Regions from separate parts of the Sus scrofa genome. Here region 1 is linked to region 2. A link is a contact called in public Hi-C data. All regions are on one chromosome and are shown on one strand. The core of a region is the stretch at or near the end of the contact, and the rest is flanking DNA. Distances in the headings are between cores, read along the strand shown.

Region 1 (4,212 bases), core at 357-2,856, 150 kb after region 2:
TGTGGCTACTAGACCTTTAAAACCCAATCTGCGGCTCGCGTTCTATTTCAGAGGAACAGCACTGCTCCTGACAATCTCTTCAAGGGGTGTCTGCAAGACACGCTCCACACTAAAACACACAGTATTTTCCGCACCAGCCTCTTCTCCTTCCGTAAGCCTCAGGCACAGTCCTGGGGTACAAAGCTGTATGTGTGTTATGATGCTTTTATGACAAGGGTAACGCTGAATCCACCCCAAAGTATAGAAGTCTCTAAAAAATAAGCTGACGAGGAGTCCCCGTTGTAACTCAGCAGTAACGATCCCAACTAGCATCCATGAGGGCACAGGTTCAACCCCTGCCCCTGCTCAGTGGGTTAAAGATCCAGCGTTGCCGTGAGCTCGGGTGTAGATCGCAGACATGGCTCGGATCCTGCGTTGCTGTTGTTGTGGTGTAAGTCGACAGCTGTAGCTCTGATTAGACCCCTAGCCTGGAAACTTTTATATGGCAAGAATGTGGCCCTAAAAAGACCAAAAAAAAAAAAAAAAAAAAAAAAAAGCTAATGATAAATGAAGGGACTCTGTTGTCACCAGTAACAGGCTGCCACTTGGCGTGTAGCCATAGGTGACAGCAGTGGCTCTGGGTACTGGGGAAGGGCCATATATAGAGGTTGGGGAAGCAGCGAGCAGCCCCAGGGTGCAGGCCCACGCAGGTCACACTGGACTTGGACACTGACCATGACCAGGCCTGACCACCAGGGAGCAGGATGGGCAGGCAGGTGTGGTCAGAAAGGCAGTTTGCCAGTCCATGTGACACAGGACAGAAGGACAGCAGGGCTCGGATATAAGAGATCTCTTGGAGGAAACACAATATGACCTGGGATTTGGGAGGTGAGGGAGAGTCCAGGGTGACTAGTGGGTTGAGGACACAGACATTAACCAGAAGGCAAGCAAGTTTGGGGGAGGGGCTGACAGGTGGTGACATTCGGGGCATTTTTGGTGGAAATGACCATCAGGAGGTTGATGATTCACCTGAATGACTGAGTCGTGAACGGACAGGTTTGCAGCTGGAGGGCTGTGGTCACACCTGGAACAGCTCAAACCAGCCTAGGCCAGAGAAACACAGGCAGCCCAAGGGCTGGACTCACCAACCCGGCCACACCCATCAAGGGGAGCCTGGTCCCCCACCCCCTGGGGTCACAGCAGCAGCCCCAGCAGATGCTCCCTGCCCCCAGCTCTGTCCACGGCCAGGAAACACTCTCATTTTCATACGAAATCCAAGACGTTCCGCAGATGTCATATTTTATCTTGATCCTGATCCCCAAACTGTACTGCAGCTGAGCCAACACCGGCTGAGCAGAACTGGGCAAGACTGCTTCTCTCCTAATGGGTCCCCTCAACTCTGAAGCATCTGGACCGCAGCACCTGCCTCCCCCTCGTCCAAGTTTGGTGGGGAACACTGAGCTGTCATCCCTGGACCCCAAAAGGATCAAACACCAGATCCAGATCAGGGTGAAGGAAGCCACAGGATGTCCTAAAAATCATCAGCCTGGTTTTGAACAGTTACACACTGTTATGAACGGAAGTGCCCCCAGCACTCACACGCCGAAGCCCTAACCCCCACGTGACTGTCTGGAGCTGGAGTCTTTGCGGAGATTCAAGTCCGACGAGGGCATCTGAGCCTGTGAGGACACAGCAGGAAGGCAGCCTTCGAGGCCAGGACTAGAGACTCACCGAGAACCCAACCTGCCAGCACCTGGATCTGCACTTTCCAGCCTCCAGACCTTCGAGAAATAAGCTTCCCTTTTCCGCCCAGTCTGTGGAATCTGTTAGCACAGCCCAATCAGACATGCGCACCCAACAGAACAACTGCCTTTCAACTGGCAGAGACCTCCAGCGTGACGGGGCTCAGACACTGAAGCCAGGAAGGGAGCCATCTCCGGGGTCACCTCAGATGCTGACCCTGCTCCTCCACAGTGGGGTGGGGGCGCCCACGAGGCCCACACCCTCAGCCTGTGCACTGCCAGCAGGTCTGCAGCCTCCCACCCACATCCAGCACCTTCCAGGGGTGTCTGCTCCTGCTGGACAGGGAAGGGGCCCTGTCTCCCTCACACTGTTTCTGGGTTCCAGTCTTCTCACACAGACCTAAGGGCCAGAGACCATTTCATCACATTATTTTATTTTTCTTTTCTGGCCACTCCCACAGCATATGGAAGTTCCCAGGACAGGGACTGAATTGGAGCCACAGCTGTGGCCACGCAGGATCCTGAACCCACTGCACCCAGCCAGGGATCAAACCCTTGCTGCCACAGAGACACTGCCAGATCCTTAACCCACTGAGCAACAGTGGGAACTCCTTCATCACATTATTTTAATATTAAATAGGGTGGCTGCTCGGAAAGCAACTGATAAACTATAAACTACCATTCAAGATAGATATTCGTATCTATCCTTTTTCTCTGACTTGGGCATTTCAGATCTTTATTTACCCCCTGACCAGCAAAACCCTCTCACTTTCCAAAACTATCTCAAAAGGGAAAATTGCAGTATTTCAATTGAGTGTACCTGAAACTTCTTTTCTTAAAAAGATTAAAAAATACAAATGGGATAAGAAGTTAGCTCTAAATGACTGGATTCCCAGGCAAGGATAATCCAGAGTTTCCAGTTCAGGTTAACCTGGAGAGACCGACAACCTACTGAAAAAGTAAGATATTCAGTCAACCCACCAGGAAGTTACGCTGTTGAGTTTGCTTTTTGTTTTCTTTCTTTTTTTTTTTTTTTTTTAGGTTTAGCTTTAGGACTCCAAAGATTCATCTGGCAGAGAACTGACCAAATAAAGAGGCCACCAGACCAGATGCTACCAACATCTGGAGGTGCCAGGAACAAAATCTTTGGCCATGTCTCCAAGGTTATGAGCAGAGAGGGGAACGAGTATTCTGGAGATCTCAGAATTTACAGCTTAGTTCAACCCCCCAGCCTCAATAACATGACAGGCTCAGAACTCAGTATTCCTGTGTTCCATCAGTATTTGCTGGGCATCTGGGTACAGAAAGGAATACCAAGAAAGCACAGGATGGACTGTGACAAATGTGTGTGTGTGTGTGTGTGTGTGTGTGTGTGTGTGTGTGTGTTGGAGGGGGAGGGTTTGACCGCTAATGTTGATGATACCTTCAGAAATAGACATCCTTTGGGATACCTCCAATGTGAAAAGCAGTCAAAGAAAAAAATAATCCAATTTTTAAAACTGTTACTGAACTAGCCTAAAGAAATAAAAGGTTTTGTCTACATACGCTTGAAACCACTAAAAGGCTGTTCTGACCTCCTTGAAGTGGCCTTAACTCAAGCATTGAACGTTATCATTACAATATCATTCTTAGCCTTTGAAAACATGCCACTTGAAGGGTTTCTATCACTCACTTTAGGAAAGAGAAACAACGCGGAAGCGCCATTTGCAATGCGTCCAGATGGGAAAACCAATTTCGTAAGCCTCAGAGTTGAGAGGTGGGGAGTTTCCAGTTCATTGGTGAAAAAAAGTTCCCTTTACCAGCTTTCCCAAACATGGTCCACTGCTCTCCCCCCCTCCACAGTTCCAGCAAAGCTCTTCGGCCTGATTCTTCTTGGGGGAGAATGTGTCCCCAGCCCTCTGACCCCAGCGCACCCAGCAGGCCACCCTGGGCAGTTACAAGTATGTGGGGCTTGCAGACACAGCCTCATCCAGCCCAAGCAAACGATGCTCATGCAAGTGACCAAGGAAAAAGCTTCCAGGTCATTCCAGGCAACCAGGAAGTCTTCAGGGCCTTTTTAAAGGTTATCCGGTTTGTGCCCATGCAAGAAAGATTTCTGGGAGTTCCCGTCATGACTCAGCGGTTAAGGAACCCGACTAGCATCCATGAGGACACAGGTTTGATCCCTGGCCTTAACCCTCAGTGGGTTAAGGATCTGGCGTTGCTGAGGTTCTGGCTTAGGCCAGCAGCTACAGCTCGGATTGGACCCCTAGCCTGGGAACTTCCATATGCCTCAGGTGGGGCCCTAAAAAGACAAAAAAAAAAAAAAAAAAAAAAAAAAAAAAAGAAGAAGAAGAAAAGAAAGAAAAATTTCTGGTGTGTTTAACAGGGATGATCTTGCATTCTCAAACACTGTGCAAGAACACTCTGCTGTTTGTTGGAAAAACCCCAATCATCCCCAGAGCGAATAACAGGGGTGGGGAAAATGGCCACTTCCTAGAGATGCGAGATG
Region 2 (4,225 bases), core at 777-3,276:
TCCTGCCCTAAGTGGTTCAAGCTTTGAGGTTTCCAGGAGGGTAATAGGGCCGTTTCCCCGCCTTGACCTTGGCGCCCAGAGGGTGCAGAGCGAGGTGGGCGGGGCCAGGCTGGAGGTGGGGACAGGAAACTGGCTGTCAGAGAACTTGTGAGAGTCCTCCACTTAGGCAAGAGAAGGCTTGGTGTAGTTTTGAAAGATTTAAAAGATTTGACAAATGCAAATTATCTCTTCAAGAGGTTGGCTGCATGTTTTGGGCAGAAGGAGAAAAAAAAAATTTTTTTTTTCACATACAAGAAACTGGTTGAGAGGAGCAGATGTATTACTAAGATTTGCACTTAATCACTTAGCTTTCATTTCCTGAGAACTCCTAAAGCCTCTGCTTTTCGGTTCAAGATGCAGAAGATTGATTTCAGGAGGAAAATCTGATGCAGGCTAGATTTGATCTGAGTTGATTCCAAGAATGCTGAGATCCAAGGGCATTTTAAAACATCACATTTGCATCTCTAGCTACTTAATTTTTGAACTGTCAAGTCATTTCTGAGTGGCCTTTGTAACTTTTCACATTTCAGACACACTCATATTTAAAATAAAACATTATTTTTAAAGTATGCTGTCCTTTCTCATTGTCTTAAAAAGATTTTTTTTTTTTTCCCAGAAATGAAGCCCAGGCTTATTTCATTTCTCGAACGTCATCAGGGAAAACCCTCTGGTTTCTGAAAAGCTCGCCTTCAAGTGCTTGCGGTGGGGGTCCAGCCATGGGCCGGGAGACCCACACAACCCGGGGGGACTCTGATCTCTCTGCTCTGACCCTGTGCCTTCAGGTGTCCTTCACCCCCATGTCGGCGTGAGGTGTGAGATTGATGGGCCATCCATATGCCCAGCCAGCACCCCGGAGGTACTTGGCCCTGAGGACGCCACCTGCCACTCACAGCAGCACTGGTTTCCCAAAGGGCAGAGTCCAGCTTCCAGCCGGAGGCTTTAGAGGTGAGGCAGGCCTGGCGGGGCCCCAGGCGAGATGTTGATTACTTTGCACAACTTACCGAACAATTTAAACACTACCCTGGAATCTCTAATTTTCCCTTAGTTCCTGCTTATGGATCGACGGCTCCTGAATTCGTCTGGAATTGTTAAACCGGATGGGTCCGAGAGTGTCTCTCTGCCCGCAGATGTAGAGGCAGGAGGCCCGGTGTCCCTCCACATCCGCGCCCAAACCGGGGACCAGGCCCCAGCCTGGAATCACCACCTCTCTGTCCTCCACCCCTGTAGGGCCGGAGACCCCAGCTGGTGTCCTACCAGCCTCACAAGTGCTGTCAGCTTCTATCCCCAAGATACTCCTTCTACCCAGACTAGAGGCACATGATTCCTGACCTCTTGTCCTGACTGTGAGGTCAAGGCTACCTGCTGGGGTCTGGCACTGCCCTCATTGTGTCCTGAGTCCCAGCGGTGGCCTGGCTGGGGGTGGGGGTGTAATTCTGTCAACGTTCTATAATAATGAACACCTGCCATCCCCACCCCCACCCTGCCACCATTGCTACTCCTGCCAGGCACCCTCCTGGTCTCCAAGTCCAGGGAATAAGGAGTGACTTCAGGATTTCTGCTGTCACCTGGTAAACCTGTTTGTCCTTCTGCCCCTTGTCTGTATCACCACCATCTTGAGCATAAGGACAAGGCACTGCTGGCAGCTCTGGGACGTGACACCCTTGGAGCCTCCAGTCAAAGCCCACAGCTCAGGGTTTCCCGATTTCCCTTTGAACAAACCGGTGTGCGGAAAAACCCTTCTTGCTCCTCTGCAGCTTCCTGAACCCCGTGCGCTGGCCACAGGGTCTTGTACCTGCTGCTCTGCATGTTTGCTTTCTGGCTTCCGGGATCCACAGCCTTGTTGGTGCCGTTTTCTTAAGGGTGTGTGACCTTGGTCTCGCTTTCCAGGGACATTCCCAAGGAACTTGAGAGACGGAAGCTTTCAGAGCACACACTCCCCAGTGACATCATCAGATTGCTGGGGTCTGTGGGAACATCAGGGCCACGGAAGGCACCATGCCAGCTCGAGGTGGCAGGAAGGAGGGCGGGGGCGAATGAGGCCAGCTCAGCCCTGAGTGCTTTTATCTTTCCTCCTCTTTCAGAGGGGAAAAGCCCAGGCCCGCTTTCTTGGCCACATGCTCTTCAGGGCTGTAAACTCTCTGGGGAGAGGGAGGTGGCAATTTGGGGTGAAGTCTCAAGGATGGAGGTGCTGGGAGTTCCCGCTGTGGTGCGTGTGAAGGATCTGGCTTGGATTCAGTCCCTGGCCCTGGAACTTCCATGTGCTGCAGGTGCAGCTGGAAAAAAAAAAAAAGGATGTCGGTTTTGGTCCAGTGCCCTCCTTTGGGGAAGCCACAGGCTTCTCCCTCCAGCGGCGCAGGCTGGGTCTCTTATCTGAGCCCCTTCTACTGAGCAAGCCTCCCTCCCTGAGACAAGAACCTCTGTAATTCCTTGAGGTGACAACAAGGAGCAGACCCTGGAGAAAGTCCTGTTCACCCGAGGTCCCTGAGCTCACCCGGAGGATTCAGACCTCGATGTGACACAAAATTCAGTCCTTGCTAAGCAGGGGCCAACGCCCCAACCGCATACTTGAAGAAGAAAGGGAATGATAAACTGCTGGATGTGGTTTAAGAGCCAGACTCCCCACAGAAATAACTACCTTTCATATGGAAAGTAAGAGTGTTTGATGGAAAGATAAGGCAGTGGTTGAGGGCCTCAGCTGCCTGCTCCCCTCCACCTCTCTGGCCAGCCAGGGACGGTGGCTGCCTCCAGGAAGGTCCTGGGGCCACAGAGAGAGCCTCTGTCAACGCCTCATTTGTTGAAACTCTGCAGAAAAGTATAATCCACTTCCAACAGACAGCTTTAAGATTTGCAGAGTGTTGGATTAAGGACCTTAGTCAATAATGGAGTTCCTGTCGTGGCTCAGAGGAAATGAATCTGACTAGCATCCATGAGGACGCAGGTTTGATCCCTGGCCTTGCTCAGTGGGTTAAGGGTCTGGAGTTGCCGTGAGCTGTGGTGTAGGTTGCAGACATGGCTCAGATCTGACGTTGCTGTGGCTGTGGTATAGGCTGGCAGATACAGCTCCAATTCTACCCCTAGCCTGGGAACCTCCATATGCTCGGGTGTGGCCATAAAAAAAAACAAACAACAACAAAAAAAAACCCAAAAAAAAACAAACTGTAGACCTTAGTCAATAATCATTCATATTATTTCATATCTGGGTTCTGGTCCTCCCGGTATGGAGGACAAACGTCTCTGTGGCTGGTTGCAGGGAGCTCCCCGCAGGCCAGGCTGGTTTGGCTGGAAGGGGTCCAAGAAGATCGTTTTCTTCAATCCATTTTGCTAACACTGGCTGCTGTGACCTTCCACCCCAGTCCTGACCCCCTCACCCCCAACTACACTGTGTTCCCTCAGGAATACTCATCAGGTTACAGCGAAGCTTACAGCTGCTGCCACTGGCTTCCAAGCTCAGGGTCCCACACACGGACCATTTTTTCAAAAAAACAAATGCCACTGATAGGTGATAGGCTGGCCTGTCCACCCCACAATTTTCTTTTCTTTTCTTTTTTTTTTGTCTTTTATAGGGCTGCACCCACGGCATATGGAGGTTCCCAGGCTAGAGGTTGAAATGGATCTGTAGCCGCCGGTCTACACCACAGCCACAGCAACGCCAGATCTGAGCCATGTCGGCAACCTACACCACAGCTCACGGCAATGCCAGATCCTTAACCCACTGAGTGAGGCCAGGGATTGAACCCACAACCTCATGGTTCCTAATCAGACAGGAACTCCCACCCCATGATTTTCTTACTCTTAGCTCCGTCTGGGTTTCACCATCACTTAACAATCATTTATTAAACAGAGCAGGTTTGCTGTGCCAGGTTAAGTGTAGGCCAGAAAGACAAGCTCCTTCTGGATCTGTACATATGGACCAAACTGGTTGATTTGGATTTTAAAAAAAAGGCCCAGCTTCATTGATTGAATTCATTTTTCTTTCTTTCTTTCTTTCTTTTTCTTTCTTTCTTTCTTTCTTTCTTTCTTTCTTTCTTTCTTTCTTTCTTTCTTTTCTTGTTTTTTTTAAGGCCAAACCTGCGATGTATGGAGGTTCCCAGGCTAGGGGTAGAATTGGAGCTGTAGCCGCCAGCCTACACCACAGCCACAGCAATGAGGGATCCGAGCCATGTTTGTGACCTACACCACAGCTCAC

Evidence for each region. A called contact is a pair of places that touch in the nucleus more often than the background predicts.
Region 1: a Hi-C map of retroperitoneal adipose tissue shows a contact between it and region 2, with 1.7 times the contacts expected there. A contact is called at or near these places in 7 of 47 Hi-C or Micro-C datasets (fetal skeletal muscle, heart right ventricle, liver and 2 more) and 1 of 2 datasets of targeted methods (skeletal muscle).

Annotation. Positions count from the first base shown.
Region 1 is chr3:49,192,490-49,196,701 of Sscrofa11.1, forward strand. It overlaps a transcript of NCK2 not described here. Among named protein-coding and RNA genes, the nearest start is that of NCK2, 85 kb to the left of the region's middle.
Region 2 is chr3:49,038,140-49,042,364 of Sscrofa11.1, forward strand. No RefSeq gene overlaps it. Among named protein-coding and RNA genes, the nearest start is that of NCK2, 69 kb to the right of the region's middle.